Regions from separate parts of the Mus musculus genome. Here regions 1, 3 and 4 are each linked to region 2. A link is a contact called in public ChIA-PET, HiChIP or PLAC-seq and promoter capture Hi-C data. All regions are on one chromosome and are shown on one strand. The core of a region is the stretch at or near the end of the contact, and the rest is flanking DNA. Distances in the headings are between cores, read along the strand shown. Region 1 has its middle 21 kb from the start of 9330175E14Rik. Region 2 holds the start of Arl2bp (ADP-ribosylation factor-like 2 binding protein). Region 3 has its middle 13 kb from the start of Nlrc5. Region 4 holds the start of 9330175E14Rik (RIKEN cDNA 9330175E14 gene).

The links. ChIA-PET counts read pairs in DNA pulled down with a chosen protein or histone mark. HiChIP or PLAC-seq counts read pairs in DNA pulled down with a chosen protein or histone mark. Capture Hi-C pulls out chosen DNA fragments and counts their contacts.
Region 1: an RNA polymerase II ChIA-PET map of memory CD8 T cells shows a contact between it and region 2, with 87 read pairs. The contact joins the enhancer-like site here to the promoter of Arl2bp in region 2. A contact is called at or near these places in 13 of 39 promoter capture datasets (the 3T3-L1 cell line, 3T3-L1-derived adipocytes, the C10 cell line and 7 more), 1 of 484 Hi-C or Micro-C datasets (regulatory T cells), 6 of 115 datasets of contacts at active chromatin or transcription factors (the NIH/3T3 cell line, bone marrow-derived macrophages, embryonic stem cells and 2 more) and 3 of 9 other capture datasets (embryonic stem cells, liver and pancreatic islet).
Region 3: a BATF HiChIP or PLAC-seq map of CD8 T cells shows a contact between it and region 2, with 9 read pairs. The contact joins the enhancer-like site here to the promoter of Arl2bp in region 2. A contact is called at or near these places in 1 of 39 promoter capture datasets (macrophages), 3 of 115 datasets of contacts at active chromatin or transcription factors (CD8 T cells, effector CD8 T cells and memory CD8 T cells) and 2 of 9 other capture datasets (adipose tissue and pancreatic islet).
Region 4: a contact with region 2 is called in a promoter capture Hi-C map of liver. The contact joins the promoter of 9330175E14Rik here to the promoter of Arl2bp in region 2. A contact is called at or near these places in 13 of 39 promoter capture datasets (the 3T3-L1 cell line, 3T3-L1-derived adipocytes, the C10 cell line and 7 more), 1 of 484 Hi-C or Micro-C datasets (regulatory T cells), 7 of 115 datasets of contacts at active chromatin or transcription factors (the SCID.adh cell line, bone marrow-derived macrophages, effector CD8 T cells and 4 more) and 4 of 9 other capture datasets (adipose tissue, embryonic stem cells, liver and 1 more).

Annotation. Positions count from the first base shown.
Region 1 is chr8:94,411,639-94,417,025 of GRCm38.p6, reverse strand. No RefSeq gene overlaps it. Among named protein-coding and RNA genes, the nearest start is that of 9330175E14Rik, 21 kb to the left of the region's middle. Within about 2 kb of position 1,590, at least 35 of the 459 cell types and tissues checked have an H3K27ac peak or open chromatin away from gene starts, as enhancers often do. A contact at or near this core is called in memory CD8 T cells, pro-B cells and regulatory T cells, where this site is marked.
Region 2 is chr8:94,664,849-94,670,185 of GRCm38.p6, reverse strand. Arl2bp (ADP-ribosylation factor-like 2 binding protein) reads right to left here and starts at 3,586. Exons shown (of 6, transcript NM_024191.2): 1 at 3,285-3,586; 2 at 2,528-2,589. The coding sequence starts at 3,322.
Region 3 is chr8:94,457,381-94,462,356 of GRCm38.p6, reverse strand. It overlaps a transcript of Nlrc5 not described here. Among named protein-coding and RNA genes, the nearest start is that of Nlrc5, 13 kb to the left of the region's middle. Within about 2 kb of position 3,711, at least 56 of the 459 cell types and tissues checked have an H3K27ac peak or open chromatin away from gene starts, as enhancers often do. A contact at or near this core is called in CD8 T cells, adipose tissue, effector CD8 T cells and 1 more, where this site is marked.
Region 4 is chr8:94,431,251-94,436,556 of GRCm38.p6, reverse strand. It overlaps 9330175E14Rik (RIKEN cDNA 9330175E14 gene), which reads left to right and starts at 1,454. Exons shown (of 3, transcript NR_015514.2): 1 at 1,454-1,721; 2 at 2,081-2,330; 3 at 2,411-3,430. It also overlaps a transcript of Nlrc5 not described here.

The DNA of each region.
Region 1 (5,387 bases), core at 341-2,840, 250 kb after region 2:
TGTGTGTGTGTCTGTGCACCCATACACGCTAACTGATTAAACTTTCCTTACATTCTTATTTACTTCATGTGTGTCCCCCACCTGCATGCTATGTGCATGTGTACAGATCAGAGGACGACTTACAGAAACTGACTTTCTCCTTCCACCATGCGGGTCACAGGAATTGAACTGAGTTATCTCTTTGGCCTGATAAAAATATTTTAAAGAAATTGCAGATACCTTTAAGCCCAGCACTTGGGAGGTAGAGGCAGATGGTTCTCTGTGAATACAAGGTCAACTTGGTCTACAGTGCAAGTTTCAGGATAGCCAGTGCTGCACAGAGAAACCCTATCTCTAAAAAACCCAATCACCATCACCACCACCACCATCACCACCACCATCACCATCATCATCATCACCACCACCACCACCATCATCATCATCGATAAAATGTAAAAATAAGGAGTTGGTTTGTTGTTGTTTTTAAGAAATGGGATTCCCCCAAAGGAATCCCATTCTAGACTTCATAGAGAGGTGTGGGTGTGGCCCCAGGTCTTGGTTTGTTTGTTTGTTTTTTCGAGACAGGGTTTCTATGGATAGCCCTGGCTGTCCTGGAACTCACTTTGTAGACCAGGCTGGCCTCGAACTCAGAAATACGCCTTCCTCTGCCTCCTGAGTGCTGGGAGGGACAGGTTTTCATTACTTTTGCCTTTAGGATTTTGTGGGGGTGTGTGGGAGGGTGCGGGTATTGTTTTGATTTGGGGGAATTTTTTTTTCAGTCAGGACTCCACTGTGTAGCTCAGGGTTACTTTTCTCTTAGCTCACAATCCTCCTGCTTGGCCTCCTAACACTGAGATTACAGGCATAGCCATCATGCCTCCTATCTTTAGAGTTTAGCGTATTAAAAACTATTAAGGAGACCTTGAAGAACACTGGAGACCAGACTGACCCTCGGTTTCTTGTTTACAACTATACTAGCTTCCAAGCTCCTGTTTCTAAGTGGATGAAACCCAGCCACTCAGAGGGAGTTTGGTACCTAGGATGGTCTTGCTTCATGTGGCTACTGACACAGGCGATGTCAGTGTGTGCTTGATCCTAAGTGCCACCCCAGACCTTACATGGGATTCTCATGACAAGCCCAGCACATATTCACTCTATGCTTCTTTCCTAAAACCTACAATGTGGGGGAACTGGAGATCTATGGTAGATGTGGACAGAGGCAGATGGTCTTAGACAGTGTAAGGGACCTGTCTCAGTGTTCCACTTAGAGGGACATTAGCAAGGCTGAGGCATCCTGTGGGCCTTCTCCTGGCTCACATCCCACGAGTTTGATGATCAGGAGCCACGGATAGGAAACAGTGAACCCCAGCAGAGGGAATGAAAAGAACAGGTAGACCCCGACAGCCGCTGGTACCCCAAAGCCTTGCACCCATCTCACCTCTTCAAAGGTGATTTTGCCCATCCGTCTGTGGGAAGAGAAATTCCATCAGTCCAGGAGAACTGACCACAACACCCTTGTTCTGGCAGGAGATTGTAGGCCTCCTCAGGCAGTAGACAGTGACCCAGCCTGGGCTGGTAAGGAAGTCACTGAACAGATGCTGAGAGACAGGAGTCATGTGACCGGGACAGCAGCCATCAGAGGGGATCAGGCTGACTGCAGTCCTGTGTGAGCAAGAAGCAGTTTGGAGTAGCTCAGGCTCTGGGCTGTAACCCTACACTAACTTAACAGTGACACAGCAAGAAGTTAGGACTTGGGCTGAAGAGATGGCTCAGCAGTTAAGAGTACAGGCTGCTCTTCCAGAGGACCCTGGCTTGATTGCTAGCATCCACATGGTGGTTCACAGTAGTCTGCAATTCCCGTGTCAAGGGATCTGAACTCCATGGGCACCAGGCATACATACGTTGCACATACAAACATGCAAGCAAAAACATTTATATGCATAAAATAAATAGACACCAAAAAAGTAAAAAGAAGTTAAGAGCCTTGACCCCTCAAGACTTCAGTTTTGTCATCTGTATGGGGGACAGCAAAAACAGTTGCTTTTCTGCTCACCTCCAGGGGTATGGAAGGGACACATTCACTTAGCTTTGTGGGCATCACTTTCCCGGCCTGTGAAATGGGGGTGACAACAGTGAGAATAAATGAGATCTCCCACATGCAGAGTCAAGAACTGGTCCTGCTCTATGGTGACCCAGCAGAGGTGTAATGAATAGAGGGATTTTTTTTTCTTTTTTTTTAGCCGTGCATGATGTTGCACAGCCTTTACATCCTTTAATCTCTGGAGGTAGAGGTAGGCAGATCTCTGCATTCAAGGCTATTCTGGTCTACAGATCGAGTTCCAGGACAGCCAGGGCTACAGAAACAAATGCATGCACATGTACATGCATGCACACATGCACAGGCACATGGGAGAGGGAGGAGGGGGAGGGGAGGGAGAGGGACAGAGAAGCAGAGAGAGACAGTACACAGGCACATGAGAGAGGGGGGGAGGGGGAGAAGGAGGGGAAGGGGAGGGAGGGAAGGGAGGGAGAGATAGAGACAGTGCACAGGCACATGAGAGAGACAGAGACAGACAGATTTTGGTTTTTTTTTTTTATTAATTAATTATTTATTTATTTGGTTTTTTGGAGACAGGGTTTCTCTGTATAGTTCTGGCTGTCCTGTCACTTTGTAGACCAGGCTGGCCTCGAACTCAGAAATCCGCCTGCCTCTATCTCCTAAGTGTTGTATTAAAGGCGTGCACCACCACACCCAGCTCAGAGACAGATTTTGACAGCCAGCTGTTGCTTCTAATGATATTTGTGGGGACATTACTAACTTCAACTATGACCAGAAGCTGGATTCAGCAGAAAGCCCAGCACACATGGTGTCTGGCAGCAAAACTCAACATCTATTAGGGAATCCCCAAACAAAAACGCACAATTGTAACCAAAGACTATGTGAAAGGAGAGAGAGACCAGGCTAGAGCACCAGAGTCTTAGGCGGGGAATCTGACACAGACTGGGAGTTGGGGGAGACCTACCCTGTAGATGGAAAAGAATCAGATGGGGAAGAGGCTGGGGGAAGACTTTGGGTGGAGAGAACAGAGTGAGCCACCCTGTGAGCGGGGCCACAGAAGGAATGTAGGTGGCAGGTCAGCTGCAGGACTGGATCAGTAGCCTCTCAACTGCACCGCTCAGCCAATGAGTGCTTTAGAAATGAAGAAATACACAGTGTTAGGTTCTGGAGAGCAGCTGAGAGGTGAAACTGTATGCAGCAAGCCTCTGTGACCCTGGAGAGGATGTGGCACCGAGGTGCAAAAGAGTTTTGATGTTCTCAGAAACCAGTGAGATATACAGCTGAAAGTAAGACATTTTCTGTTCGTGGAAAGAAGACCGAAAACTACCCTCGCTAAAGGAAACCACAAGGAGGTTTGGGGTGGTGTGTGTGTGTGTGTTTGGGGGTGTGTATAGATGAAAGACCCAAGTATGATGGTGTACACTTACAATCCCAGCTGAAGCGAGATCACAGCTTGGTGAGCAGCCTGGGCTATGGATAGAATCTGCGCTAACAGAAGTCATAGGGTGAAGCCCCAATCTCCGAACAGCAGCAGCAACAACAGCAGCAACACAAACGTTAAAATGAGCAAGGAGCAATCTCTGAACCCCAGGATTGAAGGATATATTTATAACTGAGTTTGACATAGGTCAGAGTTTCCCCGGCTGAATGTTTAACATAAAAAACACACCCAGCCACTGAACGTCTTACTGTCCCTGCCACAAATAAACGCAAAACCCTCTTCTTAGAAAATTTAGCTCATCTAGGGAGCAGAGTCTATGCACAGAAGATCCAAATTCCACTAAAGAAGACCTTAGAAGAATGATGGGCACACAGGGAGGCCACCACCGGCGGTGGCGAGCCGGAAACAACCAGTCAAGAGGGTAAGCAGCCAATGACTTGAGAATGACCCAAGGAAAGGTTCAAGATAAGATTTAAAAGCAACTAAATAATGAGGTGATAACACCAAAGGGGCAGAGATGAGAGATTTGAAGATGAGTTAAATAACGTTAGAAGTAAAAATCACCGATATTAGAATAAAACACTCTGGCTAAGCATGGAACTCAGTGGGCATGCATAAGGATCTGGGTTCGATCCTTAGCACTGCAAGTTAAAGAGATAAGTAAGAAAAATAGTGCCTAAAGAATGACTCCATGCCCAAGACACAGCTATAAAGTAAGGTGCTTTGTCACCTCTTTATTACCAACGAGGAAACTAAGTTTCAGAGGTTTGGTGTCTTGCCCAAGGTCAACTCCTACAACTGCATCTCTAAGAGGAAATGACTCCAAGGTCAGCAAAAGCCACATAGGAGAGTGGCTGTCTCAATGTTATACAGTAAACCATGAAGACAGAAACTCACCAGTGCTTCTCTGGACAGTCAGCAATGATATTAGAGATGACGTTGGTTTCCTCGAAGACCTGGAATAGAGAACTCAAGCCGTTTATCAGGCCTGCGAGGAGGCTAGAGCAGGGGCAGGTGGTACCTCTGGGTAGCTGTGTCTGGATGGCTCCCCTGGGAATGGGTACAGGAAAGGAAGAGTCCAGAGAGAAGGAAGCCTGGTCCGGGACCTGACCCTTGTAAGCCAGGACACCTGGCCTTGAAGTAAGTCCAGGACACGCCCAGAGAAGAAATTCTCAGCATAAAGGAGATGTATTTCCCTGGAGGGGCAAGTGGGAGTGGGGGCTGTAAAGGCAGGCAGAAAGCAGCAGCAGTAATAGGAGCAAGCAAGCAAGCAAGCAAGCAAGCATATTTTTGCACGAGTGGGTTTTTTAAGAAGAAAAGGGAGAACGTCTGTACTAGGATGAGTTAGTAAATTCTGATTGGACGTGTTAGATAAATAATGACTTTTGATTGTTAGACTTTAGTGTTTTGTCTCAGGAATGAGGTGGTGGTCAAATAAGGGGCCAGACCTTGGAGGCTAGCTTTAGGAATGTAAACATTTTAGCAAGGGAGAGGAATAGGGGAGGAAATCCAAGACTCGTCGATGCCATGTTTGCCATGCTGAGCCTACTAGAGCCCTTCCTACCTGTCCCTCAAGGCAGAGATGAAGCTCTTGAACATCTGTTTAATCCACACAGGCCTGAGGGGGCCAAGCATCGCAGTCAGCCTCTGTGTAATTCTGTTCATGCAGGGAGTACCTACTGTATGTTGAGCGACATTCAGGGTTCCACTGCCCTCAGAATCCTCCAAGATCTCAGGAAGTAGATACTGTCATCCTCATGTCACAGCTGAGATCGCTGAACCTGGGAATGCCTGGGACCCAAGCGCTAACCACATTGCTACCTTAGACTTCCCTGGAGCGTCCACTTCCTGACTGACACACATTTACCTTCCGCGTGCATGACAACTGTTGGAGATTGGTTCTAATGC
Region 2 (5,337 bases), core at 2,337-4,836:
AGCTTTTGGGATAGGATTTCCATAAATACATATTCTTGGCTGACCTGGAATTGTAGACCAGGCTGGCCTTGGACTTGTAGCCATCCTTCCGACTCTGAGTGCTGGGGTTACAGCTACCCACCACAGCAGGCAGTGCTGGTGCACAGCTTTAACCCAGCACTCAGGAGGCAGAGGCAGGGGGACCTGAGTATGAAGCTGGTCTGGTCTACAGAGCAAAAACCAGGTAGACAGGGCTACATAGAGAAAACTTGTTTCAAACAAAACAAAAAAAAGGGCAAACCACACACACACACACACACACACACACACACACAGAGAGAGAGAGAGAGAGAGAGAGAGAGAGAGAGAGAGAGAGAGAGAGAACACACGCGAGCGCTCGATCGAAGGCCAGGGAGAGCCATACCGATACACTAATTGCCCATGAAGAGCTATCTGGTATTTCTCCTTAACATGCTTTTTAAATTACATTTTCATTTACTCATTTTTTTCTTTTGTTTTTCGAGACAGGGTTTCTCTGTGTAGCCCTGGATGTCCTGGAACTCACTCTGTAGACCACGCTGGCCTCGAACTCAGAAATCCACCTGCCTCTGCCACGCCCCACCTGCAATCCTAGTTCTTGGAGCCTGAGGCAAGAAGACAGGAAGATCAAGGCTTGCCTGGATGTTAGACCCTAAAAACAAAACTCTTAACACCAAACCAACCAATAAAACAATGCATCAAGAATATAAAGCGGCCGGGCAGTGGTGGCGCACGCCTTTAATCCCAGTATTTGGGAGGCAGAGGCAGGCGGATTCCTGAGTTCAAGACCAGCCTGCTCTACAGAGTTCCAGGACAGCCAGGGCTACGCAGAGAAACCCTGTCTCAAAAAACAATATCAAGGGGGCTAGAAAGATGACTCAGTGGTTAAGAGCACTGATTGCTCTTCCAGAGGTCCTAAATTCAGTTCCCAGCAACCACATGGTGGCTCACAACCATCTTTAATGGGATCCAATGCCCTCTTCTGGTCTGTCTAAAGACAGTGACAGTGTACTCATATACATGAAATAAGTAAATAAATCTTAAAAAAACCCAAAACAAAACAATATCAAAAACAACCCAAAAACTAAAAAACAACATTGTGCTGGCTGGTTTTGTGTGTCAACTTGACACAAGCTGGAGTTATCACAGAGAAAGGAGCCTCCCTCGGGGAAATGCCTCCATGAGATCCAGCTGTAAGGCATTTTCTCAATTAGTGATCAAGGGGGAGGGCCCAGCCCATTGTGGGTGGTGCCATCCCTGGCTGGTAGTCCTGGGTTCTATAAGAAAGCAAACTGAGCAAGCCAGGGGAAGCAAGCCGATAAGTAGCACCCTCCATGGCCTCTGCATCAGCTCTTGCCTCCAAGTTCCTGCCCTGTGTGAGTTCCTGTCCTGACTTCCTTTGGTGATGAACAGCAATGTGGAAATGAAGGTGAATAAACCCTTTCCTCCCCAACTTGCTTCTTAGTCATGATGCTTTTGTGCAGGAATACAAACCCTAAGGCAAACAACAAAAGAAAATGAAGAGATCCAATGAGATCTGACACCCAGTTTCCTGCATGGACAAGTGCTGTAGAGGGTTAGGGTTTATGTTCTGTTCTATAGCATGAAAATGTTAAAGCTCAAAACGATATAACAACCAAAAATTTTCTTATTGCCTGTGTGAAATAAAATTGGTCAATATCACCTGAAGCCTGGCCAAGAGCTCTGTCCTATCTGCCAGTTAACTGGTTTCCTAAATTGGTCTCCTCTGAAACCTTCAATCAATGGCCATTAATTAAAAGGCATGAGAGCTTAGAGGGCAGAGCCAGGACCTGAACTCTCCTATCTTCTTGCCTCTACCCACCTGTGCTGAGACTATAGAGGTGTGCCACATACTAGGTTTTGGGTTCTTTCTTCTTTAAATTATAATTTTACTTATTTTGTTTTCAAGTAGGCGCATGCCTGCTACAGCCTGTGTATGGAAGTCTGAAGACAACTTTAGGGAGCCAGTACCACCTTGTGGACCCTGGGGATTAAACTAAGGTTGTCAGGCTTGTGGGCGAGTGCCACTACCCACACTAAGCCATCTTGCTGACCCACAGATTGTTTATAAAGACAACAAAACTCAGTATGGCTTGCTTACTATTACATTGTGCGGTGTGTTAAAATTTCAGTGTTTTGTGTTTTGAAAATCAACTCTTCACATTTATTTCTCTGCATGCCCTTATAAGCAGAGGTTTGGGGTGTTGAGATGGCTTGGGGGCTGAAGGCACTGCTGTGTAAGACGGGTGACCCGAGATCAACCCTCAGAACTCACATGAAGGTGGAAGGAGAGAACCAACTCCACAAAGTTGTCCTCTGAGCTCCACATAGCCATAGTCTCCTGGCAACAACCCCACCCACGATCCATCACATATGTAAATGAATACATTAAAAAATTGTTGTAAAGCAAGGGTCTACTTGATTTAAATCAAGGAATTGACCATAGGAACTAGAGGGGCACAAGTCACTTAGTAGTGTCGAAACTTACCCATAATAATGTCCTCTAAACATCCAACCACAGCATCAAATTCTGCATCAGAGGCGGAGGAGCTGAAAAAACACATCAGGATTAGGTGCCGGTCCAAATAATTATTTTTCGAGCTGAACTTGTGTTTTCTGTGGGTAAGGGCATTGAACCCAAGGCCTTGCACACACCAGGCAATCACAACAAAGCCCACTAGCATTTTTTAAAATGTAAGATTCCCAACGTGCATAAAAATAATAGCAAGATGATCCTCCCATCACTCAGTTTCACCAATCAAGGATTATTGTCTAGTACAGAAATTACAAACACAGGAAAACACTCGTGACGAAAACCGGTATGACAATCACAAAAGCAGCCAACAATTTGGGTAGCTGAGGCTGGTGCGGCACAACTTCATACTTCCGCGTTTATTACCCGCAGGATTTACTCACCGCATCCTGGCTCTTAACGCCACACCTATCTGCTGGTGAATGTGACCGCACGCGGGAGTGGCACCGGCCTAGGGGGTAACTGGTCAGGAGTGGCTTTAGACAGGCGGTGAGGCCGCCGCCAGCCTGGGCAGCTCAAGGCCTCTGGGTTTTTGCTGACGGCCACGATTGAGGCCAGAGGATTGTGATGGAAGCGCTGGTTATCTGTGACATATGCCCGTGGTGGCCACGGGAAGAAAACGCCCCGCTAGAGCGGAGCCTCGACCGGCCAGCCCGCAACCCAGAGGACGTCCGCAGGCCGAGGTCGAGCAGACCCTGGCCGCTTCACTTACAAGGACAGCGCGAAGCTCTCTTCTTCTAGGGCGTCCATCGTAGGGGCGCCGCAGTCACCGGCCCGGGCCCGGGGCCCTGCCGCTTCCTACCGCGCCCGCCGCCGGGCCGGGATCCTCTCTGACCCGCGCGGCCTCAACTGCATCAAGGGCCCGCAGAAGGCCGCACCCACGCCCCGCCCGGCGATCGCGCGAGGACGGGGCTGCGGCTCCTGGCTGGGCCCAGCGCCCGCCGGCCTCTCGCGGGGCTACCCCGCCGGTGTGTTAGGGCAGACGGAGCTCGCAGCCCCGCCTCCTGTCACTATGGTTACCCGCGGTTCCAGCAGCCAATCACAGCCTCAGGTTCCCGGTCTCACGCAGAAGACTGCAAAAAATGGTGGCAGTAGACTTTTTTTTTTTTTTTCTGGATGAAAGAATTGGAGCCAAGAGCCTCGGTTTCTTCATTTTCAATTTAGGAATTGTAAAGATCAGGTAGTTGAAACCGTGTTTTAAGAGCGCTAGAAATAGCCAAATTGCTCGAAAGCCACTCTCATAGTTTGTCCTAGATAATGCAGACGTCTGATTTACTAGAGAGTTACTTCTTGGAAGTATGGAAGGGTCCACGGCATTAAGTGGATGACTTGTAACTTAATTTGTGATCTTCAAATCAAAAGCAGTGCGTTGTGGCATGCGTCTGTAGTCCCAGCACTTGGAAGGTGGAGGTTTAAGGCATTCAAGACCTGCTCAGCTACATAGTGAGTTTGCTGCCAGCTTACTCGCACCAAACCCGTAAACAATTATTAGGCAGTAAGTGGTTCCTTGGGTAATTATGCAGCACAAAAATGTTGACAACCACTGAGAGAGATGTAATCAGAAATTGAATAACTGCTTTGGAGAAAGTCCCCTCTAAAACTGCCACACCATGAAGAAAGGTTTCCTGGGATCGCCCCCCCCCCCCGCCCCCTTTTTAAGCATGCCTCTTTGGTGGTCTGATACCTTTTAGCCAAATGTGTAGTACATAACTAGAAAATTTATGGTATGAATTAGGGTTACGTGGCCAATCTGAATCATTTTGGAATGGACATAAAATGTGTATCCATGGATCTATCTTAACAGCATCAGGAACCAAGATGATTTCAAAGACACTGGAAGATCAGAGTATCCTGGTCAAGCTGAAGACAGGCGTGCTGGTAGGTTTTTTGTCAGCTTGACCTGAGTGACCTGGAAAGAAGTTGATTTTGTGTGTGTCTGTCTTTTTTCATCAAGACAGGGTTTCTCTGTGTTGCCCTGGCTGTCCTGGAACTCACTCTGTAGATCAAGCTGGCCTTGAACTCGAGACTCACCTGCCTCTGCCTTCCAAGCACTTGGATTAAAGGCCATGTGCCATCACCTCCTGGTTTTGAATGTGGATTATTTTAATGACTGAGGGAAGGCCCAGTCCTCTGTGGGTGGTGCCATATCTGGGCAGGTGTAGGATCTATGTAAGGAAGCTCAGCATGCTATGGAGAACAAACCAGTTAACAGCATTTCTTTATCTACTTCAGTTCCTGCCTTCAGGTTCCTATCTCAACTTCCCTCAGTTATGGACTGTTGCATGGAAGTGGAAACAAAATAAACCCTTTCTTCTCACAAATTGGTTTTGATTAGTGTTTTGTCACAGCTCTGATAAGCAAACTAGGACAAGCATCTAAAAATTCTGTTCCATTGAGCACTGGTAAGACAGCTCAGAGCAGACAACTAAGATCCTATTAGATCCTTTTTCTATATCCTATTTACTTTTGAATACATACATGAACTGCCTGCTGATTCCAAATCATGGATCCACGGAGAAAAGGAATGAAAAATTTGTCTCCACTAGTTACCTATTGCTCTTTACAACTCCTCTCTCAAGAAACCTAGTGAACTAAAACATTTCATTTACTTATTAATCTGCATTTTGGGAAGGTCTTGGCAAGGATATCTTTTTTCCATTTGGTTGCACTGGAGCTTGAGATGACTTTCACAGAGCTCAGGTGGGTGGCAATTTAGTGGTGGCTCACAGCTGGGAGTTGGTGAGGATTGTGGTGGTGGTGGGGTA
Region 3 (4,976 bases), core at 2,462-4,961, 210 kb after region 2:
ATGCTCACAGTCAGCTATTGAATGGAACACAGGGCCTCCAATGGAGGAGCTAGAGAAAGTACCCAAGGAGCTAAAGGGGTCTGCAACCCTATAGGTGGAACAACAATATGAACTAACCAGTACCCCCGGAGCTCGTGTCTCTAGCTGCATATGTATCAAAAGATGACCTAGTCGGCCATCATTGGGAAGAGAGGCCCCTTGGTCTTGCAAACCCTATATGCCTCAGTACAGGGGAACACCAGGGCCAAGAAGTGGGAGTGGGTGGGTAGGGGAGTTGTGGGGGAGGGTATGGGGAACTTTTGGAATAGCATTTGAAATGTAAATGAAGAAAATACCTAATTAAAAAATTTTTTTTAAAAATAAAAAATAAGAAAAAGGAGGGAAAAAGAAATGTTAATGTTTGCTCATCACCTTTACTTTAAAATAAGTTAAGTGGATAGGGAACCTTGACCGTCAGACCCTTCCTTGTGCTTGGTTGTTTTGAGTGGGAAGCTGCCCACTGAGCAGCCCTTCTCTTGGCAACCAGCAGGATTGCCGTTATGGAAGTCAGGTCTGCCAGTTCTAAGAGGCTCCTCCCCTGCTTCAGGAGGCCCTGCTTCAGCAGCTTCCACAGTCCTTTGTCATTTCTGCTGCCTCTGCTCTCTGGCATCTCTGTCCCTAGCCTCCATCTGGAACTCTTCAGCAGTGTTCCTGCCTCTCCTGCTTGCAGACACTGTTTCCTCCAAGGCTGCAGCTGCTACCACCTCTACCAGCCCAGGCCTCTCTACCAATGAGAATAATCACAGTAGGCAAGAAAGGATCCCTCTGGAGTAGCCTTTTATTGAGCACCAGGGCAGCATGAGATAGTGTCTCCCTGCTGACTCAAAAGCTAAGAACAAGCCACTCTAAATAGGTAGATTAGAAGCTTAAAGATCCTCAAGAAACTCTGCCAAAGACCTTCATTCTCATGCTGAATGGTGGCCCAGGGCAAGTTTGTTGGGTCTGGATACTGAAGGTCAAGAATGATAATACTGGTTGCCATGAAGGCTGAAGGTCCTGATGTCTGGGACTCAGGGGCTATAACACTAGTAAATTTTCAGATGTCTCACACTTTGAGAGCTGACACCCAGCTGTTGCAGAGGGCTGAGGGCTACACAAGCTGCTTAGCACCCAGTAACCAAGCCCAAAGCCAAAGGCTCTACTCCGATACATAGAACTCTAAGATTCTGGCTTCTAATGCTGTAGTTCTCAGGGCTTGGACCTGAGTGTCTTTGGCACTCCAGGGGCTAGGACTAGAAGAATTCTATAATAAGAATTTTATAATCTTGTTTTCTTTTGTTTTGAAACTGAGAAATGTCATAAAATGTTATGGGAATATGTTCTTGTTTAGTATGTAATCATTTCATGTGATATGGGGCTGTTCCACAGTAGCTGACTGTGATTTGCCTCATGATCTAGCAGGGGAGTGGTTTTGCCAGCTGTAGACAGTTTCTGTGAATGTGTGACATTTGGAATTTTGGAGACTTCAGAGGATATATAAATGCTAGGGCCTTGAGAGGCAAGGTTACTGTTGGTTGTGGTTTGTTAAGTAGTCCTGTGCAAAAAAAAAAAAAAAAAAAAAAAAAAGAAAGAAAAAGAAAAAGAGAAAGAGAAAGAAAGAAAGGAAGGAAGGAAGGAAGGAAGAAAAGGAAAGGAAAGGAAAGGAAAGGAAAGGAAAGGAAAGGAAAGGAGAAGAAAGGAAAGAAAAGAAGAGGAAGAGGAGGGGGAATGGGGAGGGGGAGAAGGAGAAGAAGGAGAAGACGACAAAGAATACTAAATAATTAAATCCTGATGGTGAAGATCAAACTTGCCCCAAGGAACTTGATGCCCCTAATCTACAGGAAGTAGTCTAATGATAACGCTGCCCCCTTTCCCCTCTATCCTTTCTACTCTCCTATCTAGGGTTAGGGAGTGTACTGGCTAGTTTTGTGTCAACTTGACACAGCTGGAGTTATCACTGAAAAAGGAGCTTCAGTTGAGGAATTGCCTCCATGAGATCCAACTGTAAGGCATTTCTCAATTAGTGATCAAAGAGGAAAGGCCCCTTGTGGGTGGGGCCATCCCTGGGCTGGTAGTCTTGGGTTCTATAAGAGAGCAGGCTGAGCAAGCCAGGGGAGACAAGCCAGTAAAGAACATCCCTCCATGGCCTCTGCATCAGCTCCTGCTCCCTGACCTGCTTGAGTTCCAGTTCCGACTTCTTTCAGTGATGAACAGCAATGTGGAAATGTAAGCCGAATAAACCCTTTCCTCCCCAACTGCTTCTTGGTCATGATGTTTGTGCAGGAATAGAAACCCTGACTAAGACAGGGAGTTAAAAGGGAAGAAGTAAAGAGGTGGAAAAGGGTGGAAGAGAGAAAGGAACCCACAAAATAGTAGACAGAATCCCTTGTCTACTCTTAGTTTCCATCTACAGCAGCAAAAGGGTACAGCTGACCAATGACTCAGGGAAGTGGGGTTGGGAGTCTTGGCCACAGTTAGAGAGAGAAGGAAGAGATGGGAGGGGAAAGGAAAAGAGGGAAGGGGAGGAAAATCCATTTACCTGGCTTCTTGGATCATGATAGATGGTGTCCCCATATAGAGGGTCTTCTGAGTGTCTGGACTTTGCCCTCTGACCCTCAGTTTATAGGCTGTTTCTATGGCTCAGGTCCTAAAGAGAGAGAAAACAAGGTGCTCTCCCCCTCTTCCAAACTCAAGAGGAATGATGCTGTGTCCAGGACCCCAGTCCCTGCCTCAGAGGACACTTGACCCTCAAAGGTCCTTCACCTTCACAAACCAATCGAGTTCTTCCCAACCAAGTTCTGTATGTTCCTGGAGTTGGCACAGCCCAGTCATCCTGCTGCCATCTTGCCAAACAAGGAACACAGGATGACTTCCCCTACCTCCTTTAACTAAAAGCCTGGGCATCATAAGTCCATAGTTGGACTCAGCTTACTCATTTGCACAAAAGTGGAAAAGTCCTCACCACAAATGCCAGCCTCTGTCCTTGCCCACAAAGTCCCCAGGAGCTCAACATTTGGAGCCGTCTTTCTTAATAGTTTAAAGTTTTTAAATAAGCAAACAAGTGCTGGGCACGCATGTGTGCAATCCTAGCACTTGCAAGGTGAAAGCAGAAGAACCAGGAGTTCAAGAATATCTTCAGTTTCAGAGTGAGTTCAAGGTCAGCCTGGCCTATGTAAGACCCTGTCTAAAGGAAGAAGAGCAGCAGGGTGAAGCCGCAGAGGTAGTCTACCTTACTGTGATACAAAGTTAATGTTCTCTACAGTGAATTTGGTACAACAGCACCAGGAGATTCAGAGATGCAACAGAGTTGTGAGGTAGATCTTCAAGGTGACACAAATGTATCTACAAGAAGATACAGGAAGTAATGTCTCTTTCTACCCTGATGAAAACATAGCAAGCAGCTCTGAACCTCCAGTGGATGTACTGGAATCCAGATCTGGGGCCTCCCAGCCTCTGAGGCTGTGAGCTATAATTGACACCTAGACTGTGTTATTCTGTTACAGCAGTTTGAAGTGACTAAGACACAGCTGCCTGTGACCACAGAAAGCAGAAAGAAAAAAAATCTCTAAGTTGGTATGCAGGCAGAAGGCAATGCCACTTAAAGTCGACCAGAACACCCTAGAGATGTGAGGATGGGGACAGTCATTTGGAGAAATAAGCAAACAGGATGTGTGGCAATAGGGTGCCAATATTACAGCACAAGGCATTTTCAGTTAGAATCGAATAATTAAGGGTGCAGGCTGCAGCTTGGTGTGCAGTGTGTATGCATGTATTTAGCAAGCACAAGACCCTGGGGTCAATCCTCAGGAACGCACAAGACAGAAAAACCGAAGGCAATTCTATCAAAAGGCCATTTGGGGGATAGGCAGGCAAGCATGTGGAGAAAGTCTCCAAATATAGTAAAGCGATTTCTAGAGGGATCAACACTGTATGGAACTTGGGTTAAAATAGAAAAAAAATACAAAATGACCAAAGGAATGGAATAGAGCCAAATGAGCTTCACATTCACATAAAACTCACTCATCAATGGCATTTCCCAACACATCCAGTTAAAGAACTATTATTAAAATTGTGTGTGTGTGTGTGTGTGTGTGTGTGTGTGTGTGTGTGTACACGTACATCCACATGCCTGTGGGTCAGAGAGGGCATCAGATCCTCTGGAGCTTGAGTTCTAGGCAGTAGTGACCTTCCCAACATGAGTTCTGGAAACTTAACTCAAATCCTCTACAAGAGCAGGAAGTGTTTTTAAACACGGGGACATTGCTTCCCCGAAATAATTATTTTTAACTAAGTGTTTTTGTAAATGTGTTGCATAGGACTGGGGAGATGACTCAGCAGGCAAAGGCGCTTGTCAGACACCTCAGTTTGATTCCCAGAGCCCATGGAAAGCCGAAAGGAGAGAACCGACTCTACAAAGTTGTCCTCTGATCTCCACATGCCCACCATGGTGCCCACATGCTTATGTCAAACACATGTAGACGCACATGCACACATTCGTTCTCTCTCTTGTTCATGTGCTCACTTGCTTTCTCTCTCTCTCTAATAAACAAACAAACAGTTTTAAGATTGCTTGGAACTTAAAATCCTGGGATCATAGCATTTCATACCCATATAGACTGGCTGTAAGGAAAACAATGGACTCTGTTGATTGGGATTTGAAAGAACTGGAAGCCTCACATATGGCTGGCAAGAATGATACTACTTTGGAAACCAGTTTGGAAGTTCATCATAAATCCAGCTCTGCCATTCCTAGGTCTAGACCCAAGAGCTATGAAAACACTGCCCACACACAAGTGGTCCCTGGATGTTTAGACCGGATTGTTCATTTTCATTCTGAGATGCTCCACACTTCAATAAAGTTACTGGAAACATTTTATATAAACAAAGGTGTTACAATAAAACATTTCTTACCATCCACTAATTTTTCTATTTGTGTGTGTGTGTGTGTGTGTGTGTGT
Region 4 (5,306 bases), core at 205-2,704, 230 kb after region 2:
CAATTCTCTGCTGGTGGTAGAGGAGAGATGCTGGGATGATGTATCAGATGTGGTTAAAAAAACAAAAGTTCCATCAAGCGCTGGCAGAAATGGCTTTTTATTTTTTTATTCTCTGCAGTCTGCATCCTCTGAGGATGCTAGTAAAGGGGCCTTCCTCTTTCCGATTGGGACACTTTGGTTGCTGGGATTTTTGTCTTTCAGCTTGTAGTTGCAGTCTCTGCCTCCCCAAGATGGCCGCCTTCCTGAGGTATCTATGTGGATATGCTGATCGCCTCTATTAGTGGGCAGAAGTCTTACTGGGCCCACCCTACAACCTCATCTTAAGTGTCTGCAGTCACCCTGTGTCCAAATAAGGTCACGTTCAGAGGCAGTGGGGATGTCTTCTTTACCCAACACACAGCACAAAATATGGGAGAAGAGAATCTACAGAGTTTTGTTGAACTCTTTCTAGAGGGAAGAGAGAAAGAGAGAGAGAGAGAGAGAGAGAGAGAGAGAGAGAGAGAGAGAGAGAGAGAGAGAGAGCACATAGACATTGACCAGGTACTGCTATCCTCGGGCTGGTCCGGGAACAGGTCTAGGCAGACTTTCCCAACCAAGTGCTTACTAGGCCTAAGCATACTTAGCTTCTGAGATCAGGCCAACCTGTGCTTTCTGGGCAGACCGGACTAAGCAGACTAAGGCACTAAGGCGTTCCCTTAGCTTCGGCATTTGTCCCATCAGGACCCCAGGCTCCTCACACTTGTGGCCGAGGCATTGTTTCTATTTCGTCTCACTCGATTCAGGAGATAAATTTTGAACATAATGTCTGTACTATAGATGGGGAACCAACCTTCCAAGATCTGAAATCGTAACTCATGGTCATGATGCACAGTATTGAGAGCACCCAGAGGTCCTATTCCAAGACAGATGGGCGCTGGTCCTGGAGGCAGGGCAGGCAAGGCATAATTGCTGGTGCTGGTCTGTGGACAGTACACCATGAGGGGCCTTATGAACTTCCAGTCACTCCCGCCCACTCTGTTCTCTGGTGGGAGCTCAGGCCTGGTGCCTTATTTTTGTGGCGCCGGGGACTCAAACCAGGGTCTGCCCTGTCTCTGAGCTACATCCCAGAGGGAACCTGGCAGGTTTCCGGGTTTCCTTTCTTTGCAAGAAAGCGATTCAGGAAGAGAAAGCTGCAGGTATGGCTCAGCTACACCCACCTTTGGTCATTTTCTAGCCTTTTCCCCCAATCATGAAGGTCAATTTTCAAAATACCTTTTCTGTATGAAGCCCCTCCCGCCCTTTTCAGAAGAATCCTGACAATATATACCAATAGTACTGAAGACCCAGAATTCTCCAGGAACCTCCCAGAGCTCCCAGCTCAGCTTTTCTGAGTGGAAAAAAAATGGTTTAAACCCCACGTGGCATTGTGGTAGGCCAGGGACAAAAGGCTGCCCAGGCTTACCCTTGTGACTGGAAAGTTTCAATGATCATTAGAAATACAGGTGATGGACATTCAAGAAACATCGTTCTCTTTTAAAACACAATATTCTGTTTTGTTTTTGTTTTTGTTTTTAAAGATCCCTGTCTTTTTGTACATTCCTTAATATCTAGTATTTGTTCCAACACAATGTTGGTAGCCAGAAGCCACCGACCTGAGGTTGGCAACTCTTAGAGAACGCAGCTTTCCTCTATAGAACAGCAAGTTGCTACGGTTCAGCCAAATTCTATCTGTCTAATAAAAGGTGGGGTTTTGTTTGTTTGTTTGTTTGTTTTGTTGTTTTGGCTGAAAATTCAGAATTATATGTAGCAAACAGGGCGGCTTCTGGATTATTATTAAAGCAAAGGCATTGAAAAGAAAAAAAAAAAAACAAGAAGAAAGTATGGTTGGGGGTGGGGGATGACAAGTGTGGCAGGCACCAGGAGAGGGGGCGCACAGACATACAAAGTTTTTTCCCAAACTGAGCCACTCCCTCCAATTTCTGTGGTCCCCAAATTACAGTGTCCGACTGCATTTTGCTAAGCCACCAGTACCCCAACCCACCCGGGCCCCTCAGTCCGTTTGTCTATCCACCTAGCCCCTGACACCCCCTCCTCTCTCTAGGCACAGATCTCCCTCCGCGCCCCGGCTTGGGCAGGTAACTCACCAGTTCAGCTCCCTCTCCACCGCGCTCTGTGGAAACTGAAAGTGGCCACTGAGCGGGCGCTGTTCGCTAGTTCATAGACTCTACTGCCGCTGCCGAGAAATCACGTGGATTCAAAGTGCCAGCCCCAGGGCGCGCGAGTAGCGTGCCCGGAACCCGCCGCGGCTTGGAGATCGCAGCGGGACATGCCTCTCTGACTACTGAGACTGGGTAAGGTGGGCATCTGCCAGGAAGTGGGTGGGGCCAGAGCGCAGCAGGACCCGCACAACCCTTCTTTCTACACTTCCCAGAGACGATGTAGGATGAAGGCAGGAGGAGCCACTGAGCAAAACTTCGTGGAGTTGGGTCCAGGGTCCAGTGGCGACAGCGGCTCATCACCTGAGACCTGACCTGGACAAGCGCGGCCTCCAGGTGTGTCTCTGCTGGTCCCTGGGTGCAAGGGTTGCCTAGGCTACAGAAGAAAGCTTGGTGCAGGGATAAGGGATGGAAAGAGGTGGGCGGTAAGAAAAGGACTACAGGGCCAGCGTCAGCCCTGGAAAGTTCCTGTCTCTGTTCCAAGTTCTACAACCTGCCCTGCCTCTTGTCTTTGTCCCAGAACAGGAGGCCAGGCTCCTCCTGAGGATGGTTTCTGTGACATCCCACAGTGAAGCAACTTTCCCAGAATGCTCTGGGGGAGGAATGGGGAGACAGTGCATTAGCACTGTAGGGCAGGGTCATCAGCACACCCATGACCCCCAAACCTCAGGCTCAAGTCCTCCTCTTAAGTGCTGGCTACATCACCTTAGGCCAGTGGTTCTCAGCCTTCCTAATGCTGGGACCCTTTAATACTGCAGCCTCACGCTGTGCTGACCCCCAACCATAACATTATTCTCGTTGCTACTTCATAGCTGTAATTTTGCTACTGTTACGAATCATAATGAAATCATTTGACTTGGCAGAGGTTGGGTCCCCCAGATTGAGAAACACTGCCCTAGACAAAAGTCTTGACTCTGAGTTTCAGTTCTGTCATCTGTCCTGAGGACCAGAGAAGGAGCACCTTCCAATTCCTTCAGAAGAAGTTAGAGCAGATGTGCTGTGTGCCCAAAACTCTTAAGAAATCCTTCTACGTTAGTCCCCTTCTTTGGATCTCAAATTCCTGTGACCTTCTAACCTCCTCCCTCCCGGGACCGAGCCGGAAATCTAGAAAGTTCTTGACAGGCAAGAGTGTGTGTGGGGGGGAGTCATTATTATTTTGACTGATTACTTATGTGTGACTCTTAGCTTTCCCAACCTTACCTGGCTCGCCTCTTACAAATAGATGCCTTGTTTTTAGCCAGCCTCCGTTTCCTATTGTCACATGGTGGAGTCCCAGCCTGTGGTACATGGTGGGCTGTCATCTGTTAGTGTGAGAAGAGTTACAGCCCAACAGTAAGGCTCACCCCATATTCTCCCAACCATTATGTGTTGCTGGACCTACATCCTTCCCTGCTGACAGAGGGCTTTCAGTGGACACAGACAAGTAGCCACCACCCAGAAAGACAAGCACGGGCCATATTTAGATGTACTTAAACCCACACAGCCCCATGAAGGATCCAGGCAGAGGTTAACATCTCATTAGATGTCTCATCCAGAGATGTCAAGGTCACACAATAATGGCAATGAGAAACACCGGATCGGAAACCCAGTTCCATGCCTGTTGTGGAAACAGGCCTGCCAATAAGGGTTCTGAGAGAACCATTTCCCCAGAGTTACCCTGTGTTCGGTCTGTGTTATGAAGGTATCCTATGAGCTCAGATGCTGCCATCTTCATGAGACTAGGACATTAGACCCTCTCCTGAGTTTCTGGCCACTCCTCCCAGTCACTTGTGTGCAATTCTGCCCTAATTGCATGAGGCCTCTAGACAGGGCAAGAGTATATAGGCTGGGGAGAACTAGAGGGGAAGGCTCCACCTATACAGCTCTGGGGAAGCCATCAAGCCATCGTCCATGCTGGGTGGAGACTTTCCAGTGTAGCTGCTTTGGGGTCACTGTGCTCTGTAAGTAAGAAAGTACAATAAACTCACTGGTTCCCCGGGGAGAACTGTGGTGAAACGGACTTTTGGGTTGTAATTAGGAGGGGAAGATAGATGCTGTTCACATCTCCCCAGGGAAAGACTTTTCATAGCAGCTCAACCAATGGCTTGAAAACCATGAATACCAGGTTCCCTTGGCTAAAGTACATAGGGTTCTTCTTTGGTGGCTTGCATGATTATCCACTTTGGAGAGCTGGGTCCCTGTGTGTGAGAACTGGCCCAAAGTGCCAGAAGATTGAAGAAGGGTGAACAGACGGAGACCTGGACAGAGTACACTTCACTGGGAACTTACTGCAAGTGTTACAGCTCTGAAGAAAAAGCCTTCCCCAATGGAACAGCTCTGCTCTGAGGGGGAACATTTCCCCAGTGCAACTGTTGCTGCTCTTAAGGCTAAGATATTCCTTGGCAGTTAGGTTTGTGTAACAAACCTCATGCAAGAGGGTATCTGCTATTGCTCAGGTAAGCAGCAACAATACAGGGAACTGAACAGGAGACCTCTTTGTGTGTGTATGTGTGTGTGTGTGTGTGTGTGTGTGTGTGTGTCCACAGGAGATTTCCAAGGCATGGATTGGTGAGATTTCAAGTCAAGCTCAGGGATTGGTGGGATTTCAAGACAAGCTCAGGGATTGGTGGGATTTCAAGATCAGGGATTGGCGGGTTTTGATAGGTTTTCAAACCTGGAAGTGGGCTCGAACCTTTAACCTTACACTTACAGATGGAAATATTAGGTGACTGTAAGACAAGTGGATCCCCACACCCCAAGGAGGTAGAAAGGGTCCTTCATTTGGGAAAAAAAGTCCCCTTTACCTAAGGCCTAATAAACCAGCAGCCTACAGACCAGCAGCCTACGGACCAGAGATGAGAAGATGTACTGCTCAGAGCCCTGGCTGGGGGAAGCACTGTTTGCTGTCTGGAAAGAGCAGAGCCATAGCCTCCAGGCAATGGATTCTAATCAGGTTTGCCAGCATCTGACCTGGGCCAAGGTTGTCCTGGTCCTTAGAGGTTAACCCAATGCACAGCTTCTGGAATGGGGGAGGGGGGCAAAGGAATGGGGGGTGGGCGACACAGAGGAGTAGGTTTCAGAGAGGGTCTGTCTGTTCTGTTCGAACAAGCCTCTGCTCTCTGGGTTGCCATA